Linked DNA regions of Mus musculus: region 1 is linked to region 2. A link is a contact called in public Hi-C data. All regions are on one chromosome and are shown on one strand. The core of a region is the stretch at or near the end of the contact, and the rest is flanking DNA. Distances in the headings are between cores, read along the strand shown. Region 1 has its middle 13 kb from the start of Gm30692. Region 2 overlaps Zmat4 (zinc finger, matrin type 4).

Evidence for each region. A called contact is a pair of places that touch in the nucleus more often than the background predicts.
Region 1: a Hi-C map of cortical neurons shows a contact between it and region 2, with 2.1 times the contacts expected there. The contact joins two enhancer-like sites. A contact is called at or near these places in 5 of 484 Hi-C or Micro-C datasets (cerebral cortex, cortical neurons and uterus) and 1 of 115 datasets of contacts at active chromatin or transcription factors (embryonic stem cells).

Annotation. Positions count from the first base shown.
Region 1 is chr8:24,397,800-24,401,102 of GRCm38.p6, forward strand. No RefSeq gene overlaps it. Among named protein-coding and RNA genes, the nearest start is that of Gm30692, 13 kb to the right of the region's middle. Within about 2 kb of position 1,857, at least 36 of the 459 cell types and tissues checked have an H3K27ac peak or open chromatin away from gene starts, as enhancers often do. A contact at or near this core is called in cortical neurons, where this site is marked.
Region 2 is chr8:23,739,220-23,742,466 of GRCm38.p6, forward strand. All of the region lies in intron 1 of Zmat4 (zinc finger, matrin type 4), which reads left to right. Among named protein-coding and RNA genes, the nearest start is that of Zmat4, 71 kb to the left of the region's middle. Within about 2 kb of position 1,667, at least 43 of the 459 cell types and tissues checked have an H3K27ac peak or open chromatin away from gene starts, as enhancers often do. A contact at or near this core is called in cortical neurons, where this site is marked.

The DNA.
Region 1 (3,303 bases), core at 607-3,106, 660 kb after region 2:
TTAAAAACTCTTTCTGGTCTTGTTTGGTAGGTTGGTGTTGTGTTTGGGACCAAATGGCTCTGATAACATCCTTTTGCTTACAGGGGACCTGAGGAGAGCTAGTGAAGTCAGAAATAGAAGTTGCACACTTGAATCTGACTCAGGCACACGTGCTCTCTCCCTCCCTCTCTTCTCTTATAGGATGCATATAGTCTAAGTTGCTAAAGTTATTGATGCTAAGGTGAGGCAATAGCCTAATACAGTTTCTATGGTTGCCAAAAAAAAAAAAAAAAAAAAAAAAGTGGTATTGGATGGTAATGTCTCCTGCCAGGCAAACAGGAATATGCTCACATGCACAGACATGAAAGACTATGTGCTAAGGTGGGGGAGGGGCTTGCACGTGCATGAATGCATGCAATTGGGTATAGTCTATGTGACTTCTGACATAGATAATTTTGAGTATGCAAAATGCTTTTGTTCCAAGTTTTCTGTGCACTTAGTTTATAAAGGGTTTGTTGGAAGTAACTTCTATAGCCACCGTTCACAGGCATGTCTTTGAAAGAGAGCTGCCATGCACACCAAGCATCTACCCAGCTTTCATGGGAGTATAAACTCCTTTAAAAAGCCAGAGTTCTCTGACAGGGAATACATCTGCCTGTCCTTGCCCACAGCTCTGATTATTAATTCTCTCTCTTAATGGCTGTAAGGAAGCCGATTGTGTAACCAGGCAAATTTTTCACCTATCTAAAAATAGCCTAATCTCTGTTACCAGCTTTGGGGCACAAAGCCAGGAGATTTTCTTCAGGGAGCACTCAGATGGTGAGTCCCTTCAGGGAGCACTTAGATGGTGAGTTCCCTTTTACTTGTCTGCAACCACATCCCTAGAAGGGCTGTTTATCAAGAGGGTTCCAGCCGCAAAATGTGAACAAAATCTGTAACCACATATGTCAGGGAATAGGATTGTTTGGGAAAACAAATAAAGGCCTTATGGGATTCCTAACCATCTCGATAGTGCTCTGTAGTAAGCAGTATCGACTATTTGTCTTCCTGTTGGGCTAGACTGAGTATCTCTAGATCTTGGCATTGTCTGAGGAATGGTCTACAGTCGTGTTCTGGGGTTTATGTTGAGTTTATTTCTTCTTCCAGTTTTAGGTGGTTTACAAGTCATTTATTTGGTTATAATTAAAGCTGGCTTAGAAGTAAATGTCATGCTGACCTGATAATTGTTTTCGGGTGGCAGCGTTTCTCCCTAAGGGACAGTGAAAAAAGTCTAGCTATGACACTCGAGAACTCGAGCAGGTTTCTTCCCTCAAGTCCTGACCTGTGGCGACTCTGGACCCAGACCCTTAGGGCCTGCTTCCTAAGATCAGGATTCACGAAGAGCTTGGGATGCCCACCTATAGGAAGGGACTGTGAACCTTACAATTAACATGGAATTCTTTACCTGGGGAATGGAGAGTCCCGAGTCCTACAATCAAACGTAGAAGATCTATTATGAAAGATCAGTTTTAAGAGCAAGAGGAACAGCCTCTTTAGTTTTTTTTGTTCCAGAAGCATCTCAAAACAGAAAGGTTGCAGAAGGCTAAACCTAATCTTTAGTGGTGTTGACCGTGCCTTCTCTCGCCACAGCACACCGTGGCAAAGACCCCTGGGGCAGCTGCCCTTCCCTCTATTCCCATAACACCCAGTAAACGACAAATGAAAGCATGAAGACCTTTCCCCATTATGACACGAGCAAAATTGGCCAGATCCCAGAGGATTGGCATCTGTTTTGGCTTCTGAATTCTCCTTCTGCTGGAATGTAGAAATTACCCCAGGGTGATTCAGTCCTGTCTCACCAGCCCTTGAGATGACATGGCAACAGACGTCACAGCATGGCTCTGGAAATCACTCTTACCCCTGGCTATGTTTTGCAAGCCCCCAACACAGCTGACAAATCTCAGAGCAGTACCTCCTCCTGCATCCTTAGAGACACAGTCTCAGAGCTCAGTGAACTGTAGAGTGGTGTTTCTCAACCTGAGAGTCATGATCCCTTTGTGTGTTGGGGGGGAGGGGGTCAAACTATCCTTTCGCAATGGTTGACTAAGACCATTGGAAAACACATACTTACCTTGTGATCCATAACAGTAGCAAGATTACAGTTATGAAGTAGCAACAGAAATAACTCTACAGCAGAGGATCACCACATCATGAGGTATTAAAGGGTTGCAGTATTAGAAAGGTTGAGAATCACTGTTGTAGAATATTGATGATCATAGATATGAGATTATTCTATAAACTTTGTTATATGCCACCCTGAATTAAAAAAAAACAGACTGAATAAAATATACATGAGCAAGAAACATACCCATATCACCCCCACACATAGATTTTTAGAGACAGCTGGTTGTACAAAGCAGTAATTTTAGTACTCAAATGTCTTAGTAACAGACAGTAGGGCCTCAGTTTATATAACAAAGATGAGTTGGTTGCTATGGAAGTTGTATTTGTAAATAAAACTGAAGTTTCAATAGTCAAATGCATATTGAGTCATGTCTCTGAGTCACCAGGGGGAAACACTGGTTTTCTAGGACCACAGAGGGAAGGGACTTTTTGGAAGAGGGGCAGATATGGACCTAATATGGCTAAACAAGAGCTTATGTCACACACACACACACACACACACACACACACACACACAAACTCTGAACTTTCTTCACCTCCAAACACCCACTCCTTTAAGTCAGTGCTCCTCAGCTGAGGCACATAAGACATCTTTGGTTGTCACACCCGCAGCAGTTGAGGGACAAAGGTGCTACAGGCATTAGTGGAAAATAGGCAGAGTAGTGACAACTTTGTACCCAAGACTGCTATGCCCAGCAAACAGCCAACCGGTCAATAGTGATGAGATTGGCAGACATGATTTTTAAACATGAAGGGCTGACAGCTCCCCACTGTGGGATAACTCTATCTTTGCTAATAAAGTTTTATTGGAACACTATCACTCTTATTCTTGTGGATAGTAGCTATGTTTGTTTTCATACTACAATGTCACAGTTGAGTGTCTGTGACCAAAAAGTCTAAAATACTAATATTTTTTTTTTTTTGGATCTTTACAAAACATAAAAGAGAGCTTTCTCTTACTTTCTCGCAGCTGAATTATTTAGCCTCCTGAACAATTGTGGCAACCAACGATGTTCTGATGGGCCCCCGCTGAGGTTCACTGATAAATTACCAAAGTGTTGTGTTTGGGGCAGGGGCAGGCTCCATTCAAGAAGATATGAAAGATTTCTTTGTAAAAATACAGCCATTTTTACTTCTATTTTTCAGATAGGTATATGTTAC
Region 2 (3,247 bases), core at 417-2,916:
TGGCTGCATTGAAGACAGGGCAGCCCTGTCTTTACAGATCATGCAAATAATATACAGTAAAGGAATGCCGGCTTATCTATAAACTGTAAGTTTGGAGACTTGTAGCCAATGTTGAAAAGAAGTGCTAGGATTTTTATTTATTTACTTATCTATCTATTTATGGCTAATTAAAGAAATCCACTTTTCTTGAACATTCACCAGCTTCCTTTGGAAATTGATGGCCCCACAATGAACTATTGCCTTGCTTTAAGATTTATTATTATTATTATTATTATTATTATCATTATATTTTAAAGTGTATATGTGTGCACACGTGGGTACAGGTGACTATGGATGCCAGAAACTCTCAGAACTGGAGTTAAAGGTGGTTGAGAGCTGACCAACATGGGTGCTAGGAAGTCAACCCATGGCCCTCTCCAGGTGCAGCGTATATGCTTGACCACTGTGCCATCGCTTCCTCAATTGAATGGTGGGGGGATGGGGGGTAGGGTCTGACTCTCTAAAATGTGTGTGGCATTGATTTGATTTAATGAATGACAAACTGGGCTGTGCTTCGATCTCTCACTTTCCCTCCCCCACCTTCGCTGTCCTCCTGGGCATAGGAGCCTTCTGTCTCATTATTTCTGTCTGTCCTTCCTTGTGTGGTGTTGGCTCTGGTTTTACTCTGACTTGATATGGAAAAGGAACTGAAAACCCAAGATCTCTACCCTTTGTCCACCCAACTGATGAAGGTACTGGGGTTTATTCAGCAGTGTCTTGCAGAAGCAAACGTAGTTTTCCCTGATCATAGTTTCATTAGCTTGCTAGGCCCATCATCTGGGCATAGACAGATTTGTTACTACTGGGCACACCAGGCTTTTCCCCAGACTGATGGTAAGTATCTTCTAGAAGCCTAGACAGAGGGTTTTCCCCCCTCTACCAGGCCTTTTTGCCTCTGGCACTTGCTTACAGCCCAGTCTTACTGTTAGGTGGAGGGGGACTTCTAGTATTGACATCACCTTGGCCAGAACCTTAGGGGTAGTATGGTGAATGATTCTCCATGAGATCAGAATCTTAGAAGTTCATTAACAGTGCACTAACCTTGAAATCCAAGCAGTGCTAGGCATGTTGACAATACCCAATCAAATCCGAGTAACGAGTAGAGGGGCAATCTACCAGGCTGTGACATGTCTGAGACTTTGGTTGATGACATTTGGTGAGTGGCATGAGATTCCTGAGGGACTTACAAAGAACTACAGAGAAAGGCCGAAGCTGTGGCCTCATTGCTCAGCACCCATTCTGCTGACATCCCACACGCGGGATCTGTGGGTCAAATTTGCCCATCCAAAGGGAAAGGAGCCTGAGAGGAGGAGTGGCTGTGAGCCAGGCACCTGCTGCAAGCACTGTGGCTTGCCTCAGAGTTTGGCCAGAGTGCCACTGTCCTGCAAGCTGGCAGTCTGATGCTGCCTTCCTTCCCAGATGCCACTGGGGCCAGGCTGGGCACACAGGAGAGAGGCTGACAGATGTGGTTCTGGGTACATAAGAGAGAAGCTGACAGATGTGGTTCTATTGCCAGGGTACCCAGCAGTGGCACGTGCCTGTGAGTCAGGAACCACAGAGCCTAGTCTTACAAGGGAAGAGAGTGGCGCCCTTAAGGGGCAATTACTCAAATGGTGTGAGTCAGTTTTGCTCCTGCTGAGCAAACACAGAGCAAGGGAAAAATGTGGGGGTAGAAACAGGGCGCTCTCAGCTCAGGGTAGGAAACAGAACTTGTGGGTGTAGCTGGTTGATGGCTGGTGAGGGTGTGAACCACCAAATTCCTTTATTGGAACATTAGGCCTCCTGGCCAGAAGGATGGCTGTTATTTGGAGAAGCACAGACTCCCAAAGGTTCTTCAAGATGAGCATATCTTTGACCTTCACCCTACACAAAGGCACGATGGGAGATCTTTTATGGGGGAACGTGGGCAGGAGGATGACACTGAAATTCTAGCACAGGCATCCTTACGTGTTCTGCTCCTACTGAAGTCTGCTTGCGACCCTGTCCTCTGGCAGGATTTCGGAACCTACTTTCATTTTTGGAGTAATGTTTTTGGCTTTTTTTCCCCATTTCCCTGCTTAGTCTGCTGCCACGGCAACCAGCCCTGCATCACTGCATCATCCTCTTGGCTTGGAGGGAGATGCAGTGGAGACAGGACAGAGCCATCATCAGAGGCTCTGGGGTGCCTGAGGAGTTACAGAGGAGCACGTTGACTTGTATTTTGAAGCATCCGGTCTGCCTTCCAATTCTTTTTGTCTTTGTTGCTAGGTAAGCTAGTGGAGTAGGCTCTAGTGACAGAGACCTGGAAGAAGAAGGAGGAGGAGGAGGTGAAAAACAGGCATAGCTAGAAAGTATGGGAGATAGCATCAGGGGTCAGGGGATAGAAGCCAAAAAGGACAACAGAACAATCCAGAGCTTATTTGTTTTGTCTTGAAGATGGGCCAGTCCTCATTCTAACCCCCACCCCCACCCCCCGACTTTCTGAGCATAGTTTTTTTTTGTTTTTTGTTTTGTTTTGTTTTGTTTTTTGAGACAGGGTTTCTCTGTATAGCCCTGGCTGTCCTGGAACTCACTTTGTAGACCAGGCTGGCCTCGAACTCAGAAATCTGTCTGCCTCTGCCTCCCAAGTGCTGGGATTAAAGGTGTGAGCCACCACGCCTGGCTTCTGAGCATAGTTTTAATACCAATAAACCAGAACAGAAAAAAACAAAACCAAAAAACTTGTAAGTTGCTTTGGTGGTATTGTAAAATGTGGAAGGTGCATTTGATTTGAAAGCATTCTTAGGGGATCATTGCAGAAGATAAGAGCTCAGGTTGTCTCTGTTGAATACTGGGAAGCAGAGGCTAGAGATGCTGAGAGCAGCCTAGTTATTTCATGGTGGGCAGGAAGGGCATATGGCAGAGAGAGGGGGTGGGGGGTGGGGTTGAGGGTGAGGGTGCCAGACTGGATCAGAAGGCCTGGTTGGCTTGGGCATGGAATGCCATAGTTCCTCAAAGGGTCAGGCTAAATTGAAAATAGTAGTGGGTACCTGATCTGAAGGTTGTCATGTGTCCATATCTGAAATCTTGTGGATATAAACATGGATGCAGAACGTCTATGAGATGGTGGCAAGTCATAGCTCTGATCAGGCCAAGAAAGGGAAGTCTAGGCACTGAGGTCAGAAATGGCCCCTTAACTCATCTGTCCTGGGCTTTCAAACACTTTTTTTAATGGTCCTGGACAGAGGGA